2 separate regions of the Zea mays genome follow, and region 1 is linked to region 2. A link is a contact called in public Hi-C data. All regions are on one chromosome and are shown on one strand. The core of a region is the stretch at or near the end of the contact, and the rest is flanking DNA. Distances in the headings are between cores, read along the strand shown. Region 1 holds the start of LOC100285849. Region 2 has its middle 35 kb from the start of LOC103647424.

Region 1 (5,817 bases), core at 1,773-4,272, 73 kb after region 2:
ATGCTGGATAAGAATCTGTGTATGGACTCACTCCAACTGAACCTAGAGGGTTCCTCACAAAATTCATGTAGTGATTCCAATAGACTGCAGATTGCGAAGCAGGGATCATGGTAGATTGGGAACTAGTATTCCCTGGCTGAATTGGAGCCCACATTGTAGTTGGACCTTGACCAGGACTAGGAAAATTAATGTTTCCCATGATGTTGCAATCGACAGGATTCTGGTGCATGTACCCCGTTGGCCATAAAGGGGGTGGTGGTGGAAATTGCTGGGCATTTGAGGGATTTGACATCGCCTGCGACGATGTCGCATTGTTGGCAGGGTCCATGCTAGGATATGTGGAGATGGCACACATTTAGTCATATGTTATAAAGTGAAGCCAATCGACAAAACGAGGTACATATACATCAGACAAAGCATATGAACAACGGTAATAATAATACCATCATGTAATGAACTTGTTCAGGAGGACCAGCAGAACATTTAAGAGTAAACATAGTTCACATACTACAACGATCTTAACATCATAATAACTTAAGGTGACGAGGTAGCATTGAGACTTAGACATACATCAGACGACTAGTTCGACAACATCACAAGTAGGAGAACCCGAGTACTTGGATGTTCAAAAGCCTATCCTTCTTGTACTGGTGGAATACATGGAACTAATAAATATTCCAATAGCTATTACGAGTTGACCTATCTGAGTCGCTGAAGTACCACTCGTCACTCACATCCGGGCAGTAGAACTCCTCTTCGTCGACAGATGGTTCAGTAACTGTTGGAGGGGTCGACGGAGATGTCGGTTCAACAGTTATGTCATCCCCCTCGTACTTAGCAATTTCAGGAAAAGCTTGGACTTTAGCCTCTAAGGCATCTTGGTGAAGCAAATCAAGTTTTTCTTTCATGGCAAAGAGGGTTCTAGCTAATATCTCTTCATCAAGCATGTGGTCTAATGCATGATCTACTAATCCACGAAGGGATTTTGCGGCATCCTCGGCACAGTCGACAAGTACTTTAAGCAAAGACTTCATGGTATCTTCTTTTGAGGATGCCATTCGGAACTGTGCTGCAAAGAACAATATATGAACAAACACGTGCATTTGCTTATGTACCATAAAGGCTATACGAATATAATATCTCCGAAAACCTTTAACAACTATGATGCCTCCGACATGTAATGATTTGAAATGTAGCATTCAAATAGCAGCATGGAACATAAAATATTTACACAAGTATGACTGCTAAGGGAAACGTGTGACAATGAGAATTAAATAAAATGTAGTAGTAGGGTATACAGATGTTTGTCATAGCTGCCTATTGACTTATAAACATTGTTGTTGTATCATTAGTTCATGGATTGAATATGCAAGCAATGCACTCAATGTAAACCAGAAACATAACTTTCATGACAGGGTTGTACAAAACATATCAAGGATACAAAAAAACAAGCAATGCACTCCATGTAACCACAAACATAACTTAAATGTGACGGTTGTAGAAAACATTGAAGGATACAAAAAACAAGCTATGTAATCCATGCAAGCACTAACATAATGTACATAATAAAGAACTGTGTGCTCATACCATAAGATGCTGTAGAAAACAAAATGTTCATGGTCAGATATTGTGAAATACGTGAGGGGTGTACACATTAGTACAAGAAAACATAAATTAGTTGTTGTAAGAATAAACAAACCTACTATATGAAGGTCCACAATATTTTTGTATCCTCCAGTCGTATACAAGGGTGACAAAAATATTTGGGATGACATACACCTAACAATATGAATGAACATCATTCATAGTAACTAACGAAGTAATGGACCATCTGATATGTTGATGACAGTTTTAAGAAGTTTAATAAACAATGAACATTACCCTTCGTTGGCTAAGGTAACACATTTTGCCTGACCCTACGACGAATCTGTGTGGTACATTAGTAAAATGAGCTGTTGTTCTGGACAGTGGGGATCAAAAATTAATTCGCAGAAGACTTGACACTTGAACGCACTATCCAAGTGAGTCCGTAGTGTAGGGATTACAAATTAATGGAATCTGCAGACGTTGTGGCCGTAATAGTAAGAACTACCATTAGTTGCAGTAAATATGGAGGATATTAAGCGGGTGAGTACCATAGAAATGTGTAACCCTAAAAGGCACACCAGATCCGTGGAGTTCTTTGAACTGCGGATTAATCGGGTCTTCTAGGATGAAATCACTTACGGTCCAAAGGATTAGTGAGTTGGTGTACAAATTACTTGTTCAAATATGCGCGCAAGAAGAACATAAACAATAGGAGTCGAAGGGCGTACCTGAAGATCCGGAGATTTGGGCGGAGAGAAGAGGAATCGAAGCGTTGATTCCCGGAGCCGATGAAGGCGTCGATGCTCGGAGCGGCAAACGAAGCTAGCGCTCGCGAGGAACCTCGACGGAGCCGGATTTGCGGCCGCTTCGTCTTCGCTCGCGACTGGAGGTGGTTGGTGACCAACTCCACTTCGTCTTCCACAGCCCCGACGGGGACCGGCGCGGTCGCAACCTTTCCGCGCACGAATCGCCGACGCCTCGTCCGAAATCGCAGACGCCTCCAACGGGACAGAAGACGACCGCGAAGGTTCCGGTCGGTGGCGCGGGCGGAGTCTTCCGCGTGAAGCCGTGGAGGAGGAGTGCACAGTCGCGCGCTGCATCTGGGGTGAGAGAGAAGAGGGTCGCGGCGGAGGGGGCGCGTAGCAACGAGCGTTGCGGCTTCAAGGGGTGAACAGTATCCCCTATACCGTCTACAGTGATAGGGGAGGGGAGGGGAAGGGGGGAGCGCTGCAGTCAGTCTAAGGGGCCCTTCCCCGCTCCCGCCGCCAATAGGGGGCTCCCACCTCACCCCCTCCTCGCGGCTCCACCGCACGGTTCAACTGAGCCGACCCCACCCGTCAGGTCCGCGTGCCCGCCTCCCGTTGGTCCGCCGAGCACCACATCACACCGCTACATACAAATAAATAAGCGAGACACCGGCGCCCAACGACTTCCCAAATCCCGTGTGCTGGCGTGCTCGAGCCCACATCCCAACCATATACGAGACGAGCCGACGTTCCCCCGGGCCCCCAAGGAAAACCATGTGCTGTGCCCGCCAGGTGCCACTAAATCGGTAGCGCATGCTAGCACTGAGACGGAGCTCCCAGTAACGGCAACAACAAGCAGCAGCAGCCAGACAGCCAGTAGTAACACAGTAACCGGCAGAGGCCATGGCGAGATCAAGGCAGGAAGGGGAGGCCGGAGGAGAGGAGCGGAAGCTGGTCCTGGGCAAGTACGAGCTGGGCCGCCTGCTGGGGCAGGGCACCTTCGCCAAGGTGTACTACGCGCGGGACCTGAGCGCCGCCGCCGGCACGGGCAGCACCAGCGTGGCCATCAAGGTGATCGACAAGGCGCGGCTGCGGCGCATGGAGGGGATGGTGGAGCAGCTGCGCCGGGAGATCTCCATCATGCGGATGGTGCGCCACCCCAACGTGGTGGGCATCCGGGAGGTGCTCGCCAGCCGCTCCCGCGTCTTCGTGGTCATGGAGTACGCGCGCGGCGGGGAGCTCTTCGCCAAGGTGGCCCGGGGCCGCCTCACCGAGGACCACGCGCGGCGCTACTTCCAGCAGCTCGTGGCCGCCGTCGGCTTCTGCCACCGCCGCGGCGTCGCGCACCGGGACCTCAAGCCCGAGAACCTGCTGCTCGACGGGGACGGCCGGCTCAAGGTCACCGACTTCGGGCTCGCCGCGCTGCCCGAGCAGCTGCGCCACGACGGCCTGCTCCACACGCAGTGCGGCACCCCCGCGTACGTCGCGCCCGAGGTGCTCAGGAAGCGCGGCTACGACGGCGCCCGCGCCGACCTCTGGTCCTGCGGCGTCGTGCTCTACGTCCTGCTCTGCGGCTTCCTCCCGTTCCAGCACGACAACTGCGCCAAGATGTACCAGAGGATCTTCAAGGCCGAGTACCAGGTGCCGCCCTGGGTGTCCGGCGACGCGCGCCGCCTCATCGCGCGCCTGCTCGTCGTCGACCCCGCCAAGCGCGCCTCTATCCCGGAGGTCATGTGCACGCCGTGGTTCAGGAAGGGCTTCGTGCCGCCCGTCCTTTCAGTTTCACCCCCGATGACGCCCAAGAAACGGCTGGACGGAGATGACGACGGCGGCGGTGCGCTCTTCGACAGCAGCAGCAACTCTGGCGCCACCTCTCCTCGGTCGTGCAACGCGTTCCAGCTCATCTCCTCCATGTCCTCCGGGCTCGACCTGTCGGGGCTGTTCGAGAACGAACAGAAGGCCGCGACCGTGTTCACGGCCCGCGCGCCGGCGGCCACCGTGGTGGAGAAGCTCGAGTCCGCAGCGCGCGCCCTGGGATTCGAGACCACCAGGGGGAAGGGCTGGAAGGTGAGGATGGAGGCTAAGGCCGGGGGCACAAACGGACGGCTCGCTGTCACCGCCGAGGTGCTCGAGGTGGCCGTGGACGTGGCCGTCGTCGAGTTCGCGCACGACGCCGGGGACGCGCTGGACTTCAACAAGTTCTGCGCTGTGGACGTCCGTCCGGGGCTCGCGGAAATCGTCTGGGCGTGGCAGGGCGACAGCCCGGCCGCCGTCGTTGGGACCGCGTGAACCTACGGCCGCCCGTTCGTCCTGGCGTCCACGCCTGTTGGAGCCAGCCTTACACGGCTGCATCGGCATCATGTAAAGTTTCCGTTGTTGCTTCGAGACAGCCATGGCTAGTTCGTTATGAGTCGTATGTTGTACAGGAAGAGAACAAGTGCAAAACTGAAGAGAGGTTTCTGTCGACACGAGAGCCGAATCGAGCCGGGAGTGTTCGATCGGCTTGCAAAGTTTTGTAGATCATATAATCGCTATTTTGTGGAGATGCGCACATACACAATTTTGTTTTGGTCGCCATATGATTTTTGCCCATCTGAATGATTGTGCCATTCGCAATTAAATCAAATTATTACTATGTGGTTTCCAGAGCAGCTAAGGGGACTGTTAATAAGAATATGCAGATTCTTTTGGTGTACGTTTTTTTTGGTGGGTGGGGTTCTTACTTTTAAGACTAGTTTGAGAGCCACAAAACCTAAGTAGATTAGAGATGCTATAATCCTCTTCTTAATCAGCTAGAATCTCTTTTTTATTTACATTTGAATAAGGAGAGGATTCTAGCTTCTTTAATCCTCTCTGGTTTTGTGGCTCCCAAACGAGCCTTAGTATCTAGGTACGCCGATATACGGTAAGAAATTAGGAACGAGATCCTCTGACGTGAGGAGAGGGCACTGCCGCGTGGCCCCCGCGTGCGACAGGGCCCGCGTGCAGTGACCCTACTGCCCCTGCAGTACGTCAGAGGAACCTCCTCCAAGAAATTACGGGACGATGATTGGATGATTATGCTGGCATCCAGCGGAAATTAGGAGGGTGCTTTCAAGCCTTGTTCACTCATTTCCACTCTATTTGAATTGGATGAGATAAAAAAAATTAAGACCTCGTTCGGTTACAAGGAATAAAATCTCATAATGAATTTAATTTTAATCTTAATTGTGTGAATCCATACCTCACACCCAATCCCTTCATAGATTATAATATAAACTTGTGCAAATATCTTCATAGATTTGTTCCATACCTAATGAGCCATGGATAGAATTATAGCATCATGTCTTCCATAGTTTAAAAAATTCTTAAAACATTGGGTTATAATCTATGATGGGTCTAACCAAATAAAAAAATTAAGTAGGCTTGAATTATTTTGGGGCATGAATTGTGACAAGGATTTAATTCCAATCCATGATAATTTAAAGTTGGATTGGTATAAATA
Region 2 (5,801 bases), core at 1,395-3,894:
CGCAATTAAGGAGTACCCCAACAAGAACAAATCAAGGGGAAAGGGCGAGTGCTTCAAGTGTGGTAAGTCTGGTCATTTTATTGCACAATGTCCTGATAATAATGACCAGACATAAGAAAAGAGCTCCAAGGGGAAGGAGAAGGAGAAGTTCTACAAGAATAAGGGAGAGGCACACATCGTCAAGGAATGGGATTCAGACTGCTCTTCATCTGACTCCAACGACATGGGACTCGTCGCCTCGACCTTCAACAAGTTTACTCTCTTCCCCAATGAGCGCCACACATGCCTCATGGCCAAGGGGAAGAAGGTACTTACACGTGATACTCCTAAATACACTTCTTCTAGCGATGAGGAGTTCGATGATGGTGTAGACTATAATGATCTTTTTAAGAGCTTAGATAGATTAAAAGTAGATAAAACTAATGAATTAATTAATGATTTAAATGAGAAGGATAGATTGTTAGAAAAGTAAGATGATTTGCTTTATGAAGAACATGATAAATTTATAGAAGTAGAAAAATCCCTTACCTTGGCAATGAAGAAAAATGAATTGTTATCTTTTGAGTTATCTTCATGCCATACTTCTATTTCTAGCCTTGAGAATGCAAATGTTGATCGACCTGTGATCATATGGTGCGCAGTGGTTTAAATATGCAGGGGGCGAAACATACTGCTGCAGTGGCATGTAATAATTTGATGCATAATGTACAACAATAGGTTCTGCGTATGCGTATCCAGTCTTTGTGGTGGTAAATCCAAACTGGCCGGTTGTGTTCGCTACTATTAGGGAGCCATGTGGTGGTCTTGGTGCGGCCCCAGACTGTCCGACAGGGAAAGTCGGACGGTCCACATAAGGGCCAAACTGTCCGAGCAAAAGCTCGGACGGTCCGACCATGTCCAGGGGCGCAGATCTGCCAAGCAGGGACGGCGATGGTGGTATTTGCGTTGGATATGAGTTCATCGGCATACCATATAATGGCTGGGGCTACGAATCCCTATTTGTTGCTGATATATTAGACATAGATATCCTATTACTAGTTTCATGTGATGGAAAACTAGGAGCAACAGATTTCTCCAAGGAACGTGTTAATTTTCTAATTGATTGTTCTAACCCTCCAATCTACTATTTCATTTGATTTTGCTGCTGATCTACATATTGTTTAATAGATTGGATGTCGTCGGGTTTACTTACGTTGGAGACTTGAAGCGAAGGTAGAAGAGATGCGACATCGGTTTCTCCATGTTTGACAAGTGGCGATCCACCGTGTATTGTGACAAGAATTTCTCCTTCGTTTGAGGCATATAGTATTCGTATTACTGTTGCTCATCGACTATCAGACATTCAACAGTCGACTTCAGGATATCGTCCGGGAAGATATCGGTGTTATCTTTAGAACCAGCCATTTGAGGGCCTGGTTTTTAGTAGATCTAGACACCTGATCCCCAGCGGAGTCGCCAAAAAGTGTGTTGGCGCCGGTTTGGATGCCAAACACTAGGACGGACCACCTGGCGGTGCTGAGGCGTGGACGGTCTACGACATAGGGTCAGACGGTCCGCGATCTGGCGCGGGAGCGGCTCTTCCTCTGCGTACGTCCAGATGGTCCGCGTCTAGGGCTCGGACGGCCCGTGAGGATGCAGAGCGTCGTCTTCTTCGCAGCAGACCTAGATCTCACCTCCCGGAAGGACCCCGTCGGGGAGGAGATATCGTAGGGTGTGTCTTAGCGTTGACAGGCCACCCAAGGCGCCTATAGTCGATGTAGAGCCGAAGAGAGGTGAAGATTCGAGGTAGAGTAAGGCTAAACTAGAGCTAAACTAGAGCTACTCCTAAATCATATGGTAAAAACGATAAGTAGATTTAATTGGATCGATTGTGAAGGTTCAATCGACCGTAGCCCTTCATCTATATAAAGGGAGTCTGAACCTATTAAAAATTGGTTTCCAAGTTAATCTTATAGGTTTAACTAACAAACTCCAAAAAAAAAAAAAAATTCGGAACACTAGCTATTCTTGCGCACGAGCGGATGGTCTTTGACTGGGATTCCGATTTCGAGCCACGGAGTCGGATTTTTCGAGTGGTCCGAATAGCGGTAGCTGTAGCCATCGTCCTGTTGGGCTTCCTTTCTCGTTGTTCCTGTTTTTATTTCTTGTTGTTCCTGTTTTTAAGTTTTTGTGTCCTTCGTGAGTTTTCAAAAGAAAAAGTCATTTTTTTTTCTTCACAAGAACTGGTAAGATATTTCGTCCCTTCGAACCAGGATACATGAAGAATGATCATGTAGCAATGACCTGGATACTGACACACCTATTAATTCAGGTTCTGTGGGCTTGGCCAGGCGACATATATAGGAAATCGCAATAATACAAGCGCCTGTTATTATTTACTCTGTTTCTCTATCGCATACGTAGGGTCGGAGCCTCCGGGCCACAAAACCCAGATTCGAAGGGCCAGAGAATATAATCAAGGAGTAGAGTATCTTGATGGTACCCATCAGAGATTAAAAAAAACGACGTCTCCGATCGACCGGTGGGCGTGCAGGGCCAGCCGCCAAGTGGCAGGACGGAGCCATGTCATCCACACCGCCCAGCAAGCCTCGCGTGCCCCCGTCTGGGGCCAAGAATAATGCGTGTCAACTTCAGGGCAAGCCAATAATGCTCGTCTTTTCCAACGGCGATGCCACGGCGTGGCATGTTGGACGAGCGGTCGCTGTGTACAGTACAGCGTCATCGCTCAATTATTTGTCTCGACTGGCTTCGTGTAGTCGTTTTGCTGCGCCCTTGGGACCTTGGTGTTGTTGCCGGCTCGTGATGGCCTGCCTGCATGCATGCATGCACCGTGACGCCCATACATGCGAGGCACGCGACGCCCTTGGATGCAGGCAATGACGCCTTTGCTTTGGGCCGCCTGTCCGTTTGTCATTTTGCGCCCTCGAGATTTCTAAATTGCTAATGATGCTTTATTCATTTGGCACCGTAGGTAAATTTAGTTAAACATAAGGTTGTTTGATTTATGGTAAAACTAGAATGACACTCTTGACGGGACAAATATAATGCTACGTGCAGTCGTCTACTTTTATCAAATTCTGCAAATTGTGATCTTTTCTATAAAAAAAACTATATATTGTACGACTTATATCAGTGTGCGACATAGACGTTCAGATATCTTCACTTTAGAAGATTAGGAGTGATATATGTGAATGCTTGCACCTACAAAACCGTGTTGTTATTTTATATATTCGCTATGTTCTTTCTTATTTGTCGTGTTTTAGTTTAAAAATAAACTAGCGTGCGATAAATATTCAAGAACGGATGTAGTAAAAGATAACTTGAGGGTGGAGATGGGTTGGATTAGTTCCTTACCTCTATATTAAGCTCAAAGCACGGTCACGACGGCCGTTGAAGGACTCAAAGTCGGGGTTCGATGGCGGTGGGGCTTGGCCTACGCAGGATTACGGTGCTGATGGGTTAGTAAGGTGCAGAGAGCAACCCAACATGTTGATGGCGCACGGGGCATGAGGCGGGCGAGGGAAACTTGATGACGGTTCCTCGACTCTGGAGATAGGCTGGTGTCACCAGGACAGGGCGATGGACTCGAACGATGATCCGACTGCAAAGGATGATGGTGGCTAGGGCGACAAGAGGGTGAGAGAGTAAATCGAGGTGTGTTTTGGATGCGAGAAACAAGGGCAAAGCTTACCCATCAAAGCTCGACGGCTGGGACAAAATGCAGGCTCTACAACATAACTGCGACGACGGCGATGACATGTGGGCAGGGAGTAGAGGAACAACCTGGCGACATTGACGGGCGAAAGTGGGGCTTAGGTAATGGTGCAGGGATGCACACATTTATAGAGGAGGGTGGTGTGGGCACGGAGGGGCCAAACTACACGTGGAGATGGGAAGGTTGCACGACGTCGTGCGTTGGCTCCGCATGAGAACGGTGTTTGGAGATTGAGGGCAAACCTAACATGTGGGTCCAAGGCTTCAACGAGAGGTGGGGGTCGGTTGTGGCTCCGAGCAATCCGATATGCTGATGGTGGGGTGTGGGACTGCTCTAAGGTTGACATGTGGTGGATGCAGGGTCGTACGTGCGCACGGGCCGCGGTGGAGGGGTCTAGATCAAAAGCGTGGAAGGGGAGAGAGAAATGTTTTTCCTTTTTTCCTTTAGGGATATTTGGTTTTTTGATTTGAATTTCAAAATCAAAAGGGGTTTTGAAAAAAATATATCCATTCAAACAACACAAGCTAACAGACAAAAACTTTGCACCAACATGAAATGCAAGAAAACATTTGATCCGATATCTATTTTAATTGATTAATAAAGAATTACATAAAATCATATTGCATGAATCTAAATCACTCAAACCTTATCAAATTAAACTAAACTTTGAAATTTTTTGTTGTTCAAAAATCAGGGTGTCACATGAAACAACATGTATCAAGTCTCTAGTGGTCTCTACAAATATAGAGAGTGCACAATTCATTGTGAAAGATTCATTCCTATGTTAGTGTTACGCAACCAAGCATGCAAACATAAGTAAACCAGGAGCATGTACCCTATAACCAAAAGAAAAGTATAAATCAATGAATTTTAACACGTTAATCAACATGTTAAGGTAAGAATTAGCCGCACCTTGTAACCTAGCAAGGGCGAGTAGACACACCTCATCATGTGTACAAAGACGGAAAACTGGCAGAAGCCGCCTATGAGACAAGTTCGAGCAGTGCCTGTGGCCGAGGACAGTGTTAATGGGCTCCATTACTACAAAACTCGCACAAAAATAGAAAATGGAAGTCATGTTCCCTAACACAATAATAGAAAACTTAACAATCCAATGTAAGACAACATAATCATAACAACATATAGCAATTCCATTACAACAAATAGTTCAAGCACATTGAATGCAAAATGTAGTTCAAACACACACACGTACAACACAAATAGATGTACACTTCTATGCCCACTGTTGAACTGTATGTTGCAGATGAACCTTGTCATGAAACATTTGCCCTTCACAACAATTATCCAGGAAATCCCCGTCGACCACTACCTGTTGTGCTTGCATGACCTTCTTCCTTGAATACTCCCACGATGAATGATGACCATCATTGATCGTCATGGCATACGGTGTGATGTGAGTCCAATCCTTAAGCACATCAATCTCATCATCAAAGCTCATATTAGCAAATTATTCCACAAAGATGAGGTGTTATGGGTCATCAAGCTCTATTTGTTTGACCATCCTTTCATCGTCTTCACCATGGCCAGCTTTCATGTGCCAAACATATTCTTCCTCTTCTGCATCCTCTATCATGTTCTAGACTACCTCATGATCACAAATACATATGTGCTTAGTATTTGTGACCTCTAAGTTCTCTACTACTAGAACTGTGTTCCAATTGTCACCATGCATGCTACCATCTAATACTCCTCAACAAGCATGCTATTTTATAATCACACTCTAACGCCCTAGACACACGATTTTCCAATTCTTCATGCTACTGACCTCGTATAGCTCCCACCCCATCCATTCTCTCATAATTTAGGAACCAACATACTAATCATAAAACATTGTTAGGTGGGCAAAGCACAAAACATTCATGCAGGCCAAACTAAAACTTAGCTTCCAGCTATAATCTAGCAACATATTGAGTTATGTGTCAAAGAAGTTGAACTCACTAATGTCTACCCTATTGTGCCCAATTCTGATTTAATTTTTACCATAGTATCAGAGCACTAAACTAGATGATATTCTTGATTGTATCATGATGTCAGTTATTAGAGAAACTACAATGAAGTATCATGT

What was found. Hi-C and Micro-C count contacts between places; a contact is called where the count stands out from the background.
Region 1: a Hi-C map of ear shows a contact between it and region 2, with 3 times the contacts expected there. The contact joins the promoter of LOC100285849 here to the enhancer-like site in region 2. A contact is called at or near these places in 4 of 25 Hi-C or Micro-C datasets (ear, leaf and tassel).

What each region holds. Positions count from the first base shown.
Region 1 is chr2:185,472,092-185,477,908 of Zm-B73-REFERENCE-NAM-5.0, forward strand. LOC100285849 reads left to right here and starts at 3,023. Exons shown (of 1, transcript NM_001372345.1): 1 at 3,023-4,909. The coding sequence starts at 3,237. The coding sequence ends at 4,622.
Region 2 is chr2:185,399,832-185,405,632 of Zm-B73-REFERENCE-NAM-5.0, forward strand. No RefSeq gene overlaps it. Among protein-coding and RNA genes, the nearest start is that of LOC103647424, 35 kb to the left of the region's middle. Within about 2 kb of position 2,645, at least 17 of the 20 cell types and tissues checked have an H3K27ac peak or open chromatin away from gene starts, as enhancers often do. A contact at or near this core is called in ear and leaf, where this site is marked.